2 separate regions of the Triticum aestivum genome follow, and region 1 is linked to region 2. A link is a contact called in public HiCAR-type data. All regions are on one chromosome and are shown on one strand. Each heading gives the region's core, a stretch centred on a gene start, on an enhancer-like site or on the middle of the called end of the contact. The rest is flanking DNA. Distances are from core to core; before and after follow the strand shown. Region 1 holds the start of LOC123102057 (receptor-like protein EIX1). Region 2 holds the start of LOC123102055 (glutathione S-transferase 4).

Region 1 (5,105 bases), core at 286-2,785, 150 kb before region 2:
AGTGCAATCTTCAAATTATTGGAAGACAAGTCTATTTTCTTTAAACTTTTTAAATTTGCAAAGTGTCCTTCTGTGATTGCACCACCAAGTCTGTTGTTGCTTAGTCTTAGAGAAACCAGATTCTTCAGAGAAGAAATTTCAGTTGGTACGTTCCCGTTGAGTTGATTCCAGCTGAGATCAAGGATGGCTAGACGGGTCAAATTCCAAAGCCCTGGCGGTATAGGTCCAGCAAGGTTGTTTCTGGACAGGTCAAGCATGCTCAAGCTGCTGAATTCCCCTATAAAATTTGGCAAGGTCCTGATGAAATTGTTTTCACTGAAATGCAGCTCTAGCAACTTTTCCTGTGCGCATTCCGGCAACCCCTCCATCACCGCCACTATATTTCCATTCATAACATTTTTAGAGAGGTCGAGGATTTCCAAGCAGCAAAGGTTTTTAAGAAGACTTTGAAGGTTTTCAGTCTTATTCAAATTGTTGAATGCCAAATCAAGTACCTTGAGTGATGTCATGTTTCCTAGTGCATCCGGAAAATTTCCAAATAACTGAGTCGCACGAAGGCTGAGATATTTGAGGCTCGTCACTTTCCAAAACCAACTTGATGCAATTGAGTGGCCTAGATTATTCGAGGACAAATCAAGCTTCTCAAGTTTTGTGAGGTTAAGGTAGGGAAGCGATTGACTTGCAGTATCAAGTGAGCATCCAGCAAGATTGATAACTCTCAGTGATGGAATCATATTCAAGGGACGAGGCCAGTCAGCTATCCTTGAGAGATTTATTGTGCTCATACTAAGATACCGCAGCGAGGGTAGCTTTGCTAACCAAGTGATGTCCGCTGAGTACATCCCGGAATAACCCTCGCCAAGGTCAAGATGTTGCAACTTAGACAAGTTACCAAGCTGAGAAGGAACTCCACCGGTAAATGGAATGCCAGAGAGGTTAAGGTATCTCAAGTTATCCATGGATCCCAAAAACTGAGGAATATGGCTATTTGGCCCTAGCAAACAGTTCATGCTAAGATCCATGTGCTCTAGATTCTTCAAGGAAAGCAGAGAGGGACTTATCTTGCCGAACAATGAATTGGCATCATCACACCCATTGTAGTTATAGGCGTCAGGGCCCGGAAACGTATTGCGAAGGTGAAGCTTGATGACATGGCCTGTTCGGTTGCTGCAGCTGATGCCCCTCCACCGACAGCAATCATACCCTTCCCACGAGGCGAGGATATCAGCGCCGTCACTTGTGATCCCCTTCTGGAAGGCAAGCAAGGCGGCCCTCTCGGCAGGGATGCAGCCACCGCCATGGGCATACTGGGGTTGTAGTGCTAGTGCATGCACCACTTGTGAAAATGAAGTGATGCTTAGGATGATGAGGGTGACCAAGAGATTGGTTGTGCGATACATCTTGGATGAACAAGAACTAGATATCTGGGGAAGCATATGCACTAGAGTTATACTACCAGAGATCTTTAAGCCAACCCCATGTAGTCTATGGTCAAAGTCCCAGTCCCAGTCTTTCAGGGTTTCAAGAAGACCCATTCAATGAAGTCTGCTCATACAATTCTGTGGCCACACTTTGATGGGAGTTACCAGCCACAAGACTAGTTGACTGTCAAAGTCACTCAATTATGCTCAAAGATTCCTGGAAGAAAAGCCCTGCTAGCGACACACATCAGAAGAACCAGGCTGACAATAAATCTACAGAGAGAAAGGAGGAACAGGGGGTTTACTATGCCCCTTGTATGAACTTTCAGGCATAACCCCCCTTTCTCATCACCGATCCTTAGTAAAAAAAATTATAGTTGTATGAGATGTGAGCATAAAAATCTACTCCCTCCGTATCAAAATATAAGACGTTTTTGTAGTTCAAATTGAACTGCAAAAACATCTTATATTTTGGTACAGAGGTAGTATAAAGGATTACACCCATGTTCCATCTACCGGTGAATACCCTATGCATACGAGCATGTGGACTGCCATATCAAAACAAATTATGTTAAAGCAATGATTAGTGAAGTCTAGACATGATTGGAAGTAATATATATTTGCCTACAGTCATGTTTGTTTGTGATATAAGTACGGCCGAGTCCATTTTCTACTCATACACACTAGATCTGTATGTTACTAGTAGTATTTAGCTATGTACCTGAGCCATACTACCAGAGATGTTTGGCCATACTACTAGCCCCGCGGAGTCTACCGTCAAAGTCCCAGTCCATCAGGGGTTCAAGGAGACCCACTCAAACAAGTCTGATTCATACAAATTTGTGGCCAGACTGTGATGGGAGTTAGGCAGCCACTAGACTAGTTGCCTGCCTGCCTGCAACCACACGGTACAGTCGAAGCCACTTGGTTCTGCTGTATATGCACGGTGCACTCTGTACCAGAGCAGGCGTAAACATTCCAGCTGGCTGGTTAGTATTCAACTAAATTCCTTTTTGACAATGTGCTGAAACTCTGGAGATTTCAGTTTCAAACAACATATGACAGCAAAATTTGTAAATAGCTAAAGACCGTGGCAGGATGAGCCAGGTTGAGTTTACAAAAATGAAAGTAGGCACCAAAGTAAAAAAAACAAAAGAAATAGGTGATTTATCTTCTGGAACAGAAGCTTCATAAGAGTATTTTCTAATTATGGAAATAAGCTGCAGTTTGGTTATACTCATACTACCTATACCCTGCAAAGTGTTGCCGAATTAAAACTGAAGCAATATTCCTACAAATGCTTCATACCTTTATGCGGTATGCTATTGCAAAGCAGGCCCATTCAATTCAATCAAGTCTGCGTCATACAATTTTGTGGCCAGACTGGGAGAGTGGGAGTCACCACCGGCCACTGGACTAGTTGCCTGCCTGCAATGCAATCACACGCTACTGTCAAAGTCACTCAATTATACAATATTGGATATGCATGGTGCACTCTCCACATTCCAGACGGCTGGTTAGTGGTTAGTACTTCACCAGATTCTCTGTCTATTCGCATCGTCAATCCTTCCACTTTCCCAAACAAATCTGCTCCGCAGCCCCGACCTCGGCTCTGTCAGTGACTCGGTGTTCAGGTCGGACGAAAACCGGAGATACTTTGCCCGCGGGTCGGTGAGGGAGAGTGGCGGCCGTCCGCGTGGATGTGGGTGTCGGCCGTCGGTAGGAGAGGGGCGGCCAAGTGCCTCGGCGCCGCATCTGAAAACGGGAGCGGGCGACGCGTCTGGTGGAGGAGGGGCAGGGACGGAGCCAGGATTTTGACATACAGGGGTTGAGAGTTCGCCTTCAGTGCGTAAACTTATAATAAGATCATGGACAGACACAACACAGTAGCCTATTTATTTTAGTGAGACAATAGCCTATTTTGATGAACCATATGTCCATCCTAATAATCAAGCAAAGAAAATTGGCGCGAGATATGAATAAATTCAATTTCAATCAAAATTTTCATAAAGCAAATTCTGAAAGCAATTCGGATGTAACTAAATCATTCAACTACAGGAACGGATAACCAATGCAAAACCATGTCTCATGGTTAATATTTTTTTTGTAGTTTATACAGATCAAATCTTGTACCCCTACTTCGTTTCTACTTCTAAAGGCACAAGTTAATCTAATCTCAAAACATCAGCCATCGACTAAGTAATTGAGAAGAAGAGAAAGTAATCTAACCATGTTTCCATGCCTAGTTGCCCGGCTCTGCGGCCGGCCGGCCGATCGGCCTGTGCATGGTCTTAATTTCCCCTTCAGCAATTCTAGACTAAAGATTGGAAGCTCCATGTCGATGGATCATGAACTACTCTAGACGGTTCCCCAATAGCAGCAGAGGAGGTTGCGGGCAACCGGGGATCAGGCGTAGATCCCGTAGCTGCCACCAACGTAGCCACAATCTGCAGGGACGGAGCCAGGATTTTGACACAGGGGGGTTGAGAGTTCGCCTTCAGTGCGTAAACTTATAATAAGATCATGGACAGACACAGTAGCCTATTTATTTTAGTGAGACAATAGCCTATTTTGATGAACCATATGTCCATCCTAATAATCAAGCAAAGAAAATTAGCGCGAGATATGAATAAATTCAATTTCAATCAAAAGTTTTCATAAAGCAAATTCTGAAAGCAATTCGGATGTAATTAAATCATTCAACTACAGGAACGGATAACCAATGCAAAACCATGTCTCACGGTTAATATTTTTTTTTGTAGTTTATACAGATCAAATCTTGTACTCCTACTTCGTTTCTACTTCTAAAGGCACAAGTTAATCTAATCTCAAAACATCAGCCATCGACTAAGTAATTGAGAAGAAGAGAAAGTAATCTAACCATGTTTCCATGCCTAGTTGCCCGGCTCTGCGGCCGGCCGGCCGATCGGCCTATGCATGGTCTTAATTTCCCCTTCAGCAATTCTAGACTAAAGATTGGAAGCTCCATGTCGATGGATCATGAACTACTCTAGACGGTTCCCCAATAGCAGCAGAGGAGGTTGCGGGCAACCGGGGATGAGGCGTAGATCCCGTAGCTGCCACCAACGTAGCCACAATCTGCAGGGACGGAGCCAGGATTTTGACATAGGGGGGTTGAGAGTTCGCCTTCAGTGCGTAAACTTATAATAAGATCATGGACAGACACAGTAGCCTATTTATTTTAGTGAGACAATAGCCTATTTTGATGAACCATATGTCCATCCTAATAATCAAGCAAAGAAAATTGGTGCGAGATATGAATAAATTCAATTTCAATCAAAAGTTTTCATAAAGCAAATTCTGAAAGCAATTCGGATGTAACTAAATCATTCAACTACAGGAACGGATAACCAATGCAAAACCATGTCTCACGGTTAATATTTTTTTTTTGTAGTTTATACAGATCAAATCTTGTACTCCTACTTCGTTTCTACTTCTAAAGGCACAAGTTAATCTAATCTCAAAACATCAGCCATCGACTAAGTAATTGAGAAGAAGAGAAAGTAATCTAACCATGTTTCCATGCCTAGTTGCCCGGCTCTGCGGCCGGCCGGCCGATCGGCCTGTGCATGGTCTTAATTTCCCCTTCAGCAATTCTAGACTAAAGATTGGAAGCTCCATGTCGATGGATCATGAACTACTCTAGACGGTTCCCCAATAGCA
Region 2 (5,004 bases), core at 887-3,386:
GTCCTGCCTTCTCTAAAGCTATGGTACGCCTAACCGTACTCTCAAAAAAAAATTATGCGCGGTAAAGGACCTCAAGGGCCAGCCCGATAAGCAAATGCAATAAAAGGCTGGGGTGCGTCCGTGGACGGTGATCGTTCTTGGCCCAGCGTTCTTGAGGGCATGAGAGCCCACCCAAAAGTAGAACTAAGTTTACTCTCATGCCAAAATGTCAATGCTCAATCTCAAGAATAACCTAATCTAGAAAAACTCAAGAATAATCTGGAATTAAACCTTCGACGAGGAAGAAAATTTTCTGTTTTATCATGAAAAATGAAACATTGTGATGACTAGCACCATATAAATATATGTTGGTTCTGTTCATATGCAGAATTATGTAGTACATTTAAGATCAAGAAGGACGACACTACAAAAATAGACATTTTGGTAATGTTTATGTGTGTGCAATTATATGGTACATTTAAGATCAAGAACAACGCCAGAAATTGGGTCCCCGGCAGCCGGAAACACTTAAGTGCCATTATGTTGAGAGAGCGATTTTTTTGTATCAGTCTTTATTGGGTTTACTTCTTCTTTCCTCAACTCTTCTTATTTAAGTGGCATAAGTGTAGTACATTGCAACTCTTCTTATTTAAGTGACATAAGTGTAGTACATTGAAAGGGTATAAGACAATTCTTTGCCTACGTTACAAGCAAAATAAATATAGCACATTGAAAGGATATAAAGACAATTCTTTGGTTACGTTACAAGAAAAATAAATATAGCACATTGAAAGGGTATGCGATGTTTAATGCGTGTTTTTTTAAAGAGCAGAAAGCAAATCAAGATGCATTGAGAACTCTATTAGGCATGTAAATAAACCCACAACTAATGAAAACATGTTTTATTCCTTGCATGTACCTTACAAAGGTTCGGAGTAGTAATCGCTACAAGTTTGATCCGACCTCTAAACTCTCCCACGATTTGGATCCATGATGCTATTCATCACTTGATAAGGTTAGTGATGGCCATGCAAACTATCGCTGTCTGCACGGAGTAGAGGCCATGTTGCTTGAGAGGCGACGGGACGGCGGCCTTCACAAAGGCATCATCGCACTGGTGCGCCAGGGAGACGGCCTTTGCGGCCTTCTCTTTCCCCGCGGCGTAATTCCGGTCGTTGATCTCGTCGTAGGCTCCAGCAAACGCAAACTTCATGTTGTCGTACAGCCCCTGGCATTGCCCAAGGGCGACCTTCGTCTTGGCATCCATGCTCGGCTTCGCTAGTAGGTGCTCGATGTCATGGATGGCACCATAGGCGTTGTTGACGCCCATGTTAGCGGCTATCTTGGCCAGGCCCCATGTGTCTGTGTCGGAGCTCTGGTAGTGCTTTCTCAATTCCGACACGCAGAAGTTGTAGTTGACATGCGCATCCTCGTCGGCCGCCGCCTTGCAGGTTGTTTCCACGGTCGCGTCGACACCGCACAACACGAGAAGGACGGCGGCTACGACCACAAGAGCCGCCGGTGGCCTCATGGATCTTGCTGGTTGTATGTGGATGGAGAGAGATGCTAAGCTCGGGTAATTTTGTTAACGCCGCACAATACTATTACTATATGAAGAAAGCCTACAGGATGTCTATTTATAGGCAGAGGCACTCTGAGGATGAGCACAACTATTTACAGGTTACAGCTATATCTAGGATATTTTTATCAAATGCTAATGCTTGTTTCATTTATTTAGGCTAGTTATTAGGATATTAACTGCCAGTTACATCTTGTTTTTTTTTCTTCTAGAAACGTCAGTTACATTATTGTAAAAAAGGCTATGAGTTACTCAATTTTTCCATGGATGGGCATAAGCCCGACCCAAAAATCCTACTCCTGATCCCGGCCCAAATAAAAATGGCAGTTTCCTATTATTAATTTCAAAAAAAAAAACAAGTGCTTCGGCTTGTTCACGTGGCTGGCTTCCTCGAATAGATTTACTTGGCACGATGGACCAATTTTGCTCACCTACCAACCAATGGACTGCATTGCGCACGCAAGCAGTGACGATCGGCGTCGCCTAAAAAACAGAAGTTTGACTGCATACAGAGAACCCCAATACTCCTACCTAGAATATTGTTTTGGATTTGGACTGCCGGCGTGCTAAATAAACAACAGTACTACTAGTGCTCGATGATGAAGTACATAAATGGACCCATAGTAGTGCACTGCAAACACAGAGGAAGAAGAAGAAGAAGAAGAAGAAGAAGAGATGGCGCCTATGAAGGTGTACGGCTGGGCGGTGTCGCCGTGGATGGCGCGGGTCCTCGTGTGCCTGGAGGAGGCCGGCGCCGAGTACGATTTCGTGCCCATGAGCAGGAACGGCGGCGACCACCGGCTGCCGGAGCACCTCGCCAGAAACGTACGTCTGATCTGCTAGCTTCTCCCTATCTGGTTCAGCTTTGCTACTTTAGTTCTGTATAGGAAGCAAGAAACAGAGAGATGATCAACTGCGTTTGCGTGGCCAAGGTCACCTACTACTACTAACACTGTTCCCGTCCAACAATTCTGCAGCCCTTCGGCGAGATCCCGGTGCTGGAGGACGGCGATCTGACGCTCTACCGTAAGCCTTCATGGTTTTTTTTTATTTTATTTGATTTTTTAACACTATTTTGTTTTGATTCAGTAGCTATGTTTTTCTATGAATTATTAAGAAATTTGGTGGGCGTGACAAAAAACAAATGAGTGTTACTAATTTCTCTACGTGATTTTTTTTCATCAGAATCCCGTGCCATCGCAAGGCATATTCTGCGCAAATGCAAGCCCGAGTTTCTAGGAGCGGGCAGCCTCAAGGAGTCGGCGATGGTGGACGTATGGGTCGACGTGGATGCCCACCAGCTTGAGCCCGTACTCAAGCCCATCGTGTTTAACTGCATCATCAACCCGTTCGTCGGGAGGGACGTCGACCAAGGCCTCGTCGATGAGAGCGTCGAGAAGCTCAAGAAGCTGCTGGAGGTGTATGAGGCGAGGCTGTCAAGCAACAAGTACTTGGCCGGTGATTTCGTCAGCTTCGCCGACCTCACCCATTTCTCCTTCATGCGCTATTTCATGGCGACGGAGCATGCGGTTGTGCTCGATGTGTATCCGCACGTAAAGGCATGGTGGGAGGCGCTGCTGGCAAGGCCGTCGGTCAAGAAGGTGATAGCTGGCATGCCTCCGGACTTTGGATTCGGGAGCGGGAACATACCATGATAAGGCATATGCTTTGTGTGCTTGTGATGCTCTAATCATCTCTACCCAACCCACGAGCAATAAAGTAAGCAAAGTGTGGGTGTGGGTATGAAATAACTTGTTTCGGTGAATTGTTTCCTAATACCAATTAGAATTGATTCTCAAAAAAAGTAAGTTCAAGGTCTATGCCCTCTATTTCTGTCAGCAGTACCATGGTTTTCACACCAATGTTGTTGCAAAGTCTCTACTATTACTTAAAAAGAATGTAAGGTTCCGTTTCACCTTTCTTCCCATCACTCCTTCGTCCAAACTTCCCCGTATAATAAGCAATCACCTTAATTTAACCTTCTGGATCAATTCTACTTTAATTTACTTGCCAAACTTCTTATCAAAACATAAGGTAAATCATGGGTAGAATTTGATTAACATTTATTTACACAATCGCATATCATGGACAGGTAAATCACTTCTGATCAAAATATAATGTAAATCATGGACATAATTTAATGAGCATTTATTTACACAATGGCATAATATGGGCAGGTAAACACAAGCTAACGTAATACAATATTTATATCCCGTTGCGACGCATGGGCGTTGTTCTAGTCAACTAAAGATATTCTGTGTGGTTCCTCTTTTCGATCAAAAAGTAACATGGGAATCATACCCACTTGACATATAGAAAAAGTAGAAACATACTATCTACCAAACTCATTGTAAGTGAGTACTTCGAGAAAACTCACGAACCTACATCCGCACAGAAGGTGGTGAAGCAGCCATGAATTTTCAATTATGTGAGAATAGGAACATTCGCCTACTTCATCAGCTCTACCTAAATGTAGGTATTCTTGACATAGTAGTAATCATCTGGCCCTTGTTCATACATCGGTCTTAGAGGATGGTGCTTCTAGAAGACAATGTCTCCCTTTTGGAAGATGACCCCCCCCCCCCCCCCAAAAAAAAAAAAGAAAAGTTACTTTTTAAGAGCTTGCGCGTATTGCACCTAGCCAACAATAAGTGTTCTCCATAATAAAGGAATCAAATGGGAGGACAAACATCGGTCCGTAGGATACTTGTCGCCTTCACTGACACATGAGTACAGCCAAATGGTTAGTGTGGAAGAGGACTGGAGACAATGAATAGTGGCAATGCCATTCCACGGCGCATGCTCCGTAATTTGAAGACTACTGAGAGGTGAATCATGATTTTGGCAGGGTTATATTTGAATAAAGGCAATCATGAATCAAACCGGTTGCGCAAGAGTTAGTTCCAATGGACAAGAGTTGTGGCTGCATGCCCCCCTAATTTGATTTTTGATTTCCCCCAAAAAATTGCCATTGTTAGTTTATGATGTAACTGCCGCTTTATTTTTTGGAAATAACTGTAATTTAAGTTGATAAGTTAATTGACACGACATCATTTTGGCTTCACCAGGTGAATAGTAAAATGAGAAAATATATCCAACTTTTTTGGTATGGGCTAAAAATAATATTATATATACTAAATATGTTCATGTCTCCAACACGCGTGCAAATTTTCATGAGAAAACAACACATATTGTGATTTTTTGGGAGACTGGAACAAAATCTATGCTATGAGACCACAATGTTTGTTGTTTCCACATGAAAATTTGATTGGATGTCAAAGCAACAATGGATCTACAGGAGGGCAGGCGATGGGATTTATTTTGTAGAGAAATGATAACTCGAGAACATTCGCTGATTAGGAGGTCTTGAAAACGCCTCCACAATCATTGGGTCCAAATCATGCAAATGGCAATCGTTGTAAAAAAATCATTGGTATTTGTGTGTG

Evidence for each region. HiCAR-type assays count read pairs that join an accessible place to other places.
Region 1: a HiCAR-type map of leaf shows a contact between it and region 2, with 7 times the contacts expected there. The contact joins the promoter of LOC123102057 here to the promoter of LOC123102055 in region 2. A contact is called at or near these places in 1 of 5 Hi-C or Micro-C datasets (leaf) and 1 of 1 datasets of contacts at active chromatin or transcription factors (leaf).

Annotation. Positions count from the first base shown.
Region 1 is chr5A:21,036,511-21,041,615 of IWGSC CS RefSeq v2.1, reverse strand. LOC123102057 (receptor-like protein EIX1) reads right to left here and starts at 1,535. Exons shown (of 1, transcript XM_044523333.1): 1 at 1-1,535. The coding sequence starts at 1,535.
Region 2 is chr5A:20,884,515-20,889,518 of IWGSC CS RefSeq v2.1, reverse strand. It overlaps LOC123102055 (glutathione S-transferase 4), which reads left to right and starts at 2,136. Exons shown (of 3, transcript XM_044523331.1): 1 at 2,136-2,383; 2 at 2,536-2,584; 3 at 2,744-3,483. The coding sequence starts at 2,234. The coding sequence ends at 3,213. It overlaps LOC123106390 (pectinesterase inhibitor 8-like), which reads right to left and starts at 1,564. Exons shown (of 1, transcript XM_044528575.1): 1 at 867-1,564. The coding sequence starts at 1,510. The coding sequence ends at 983.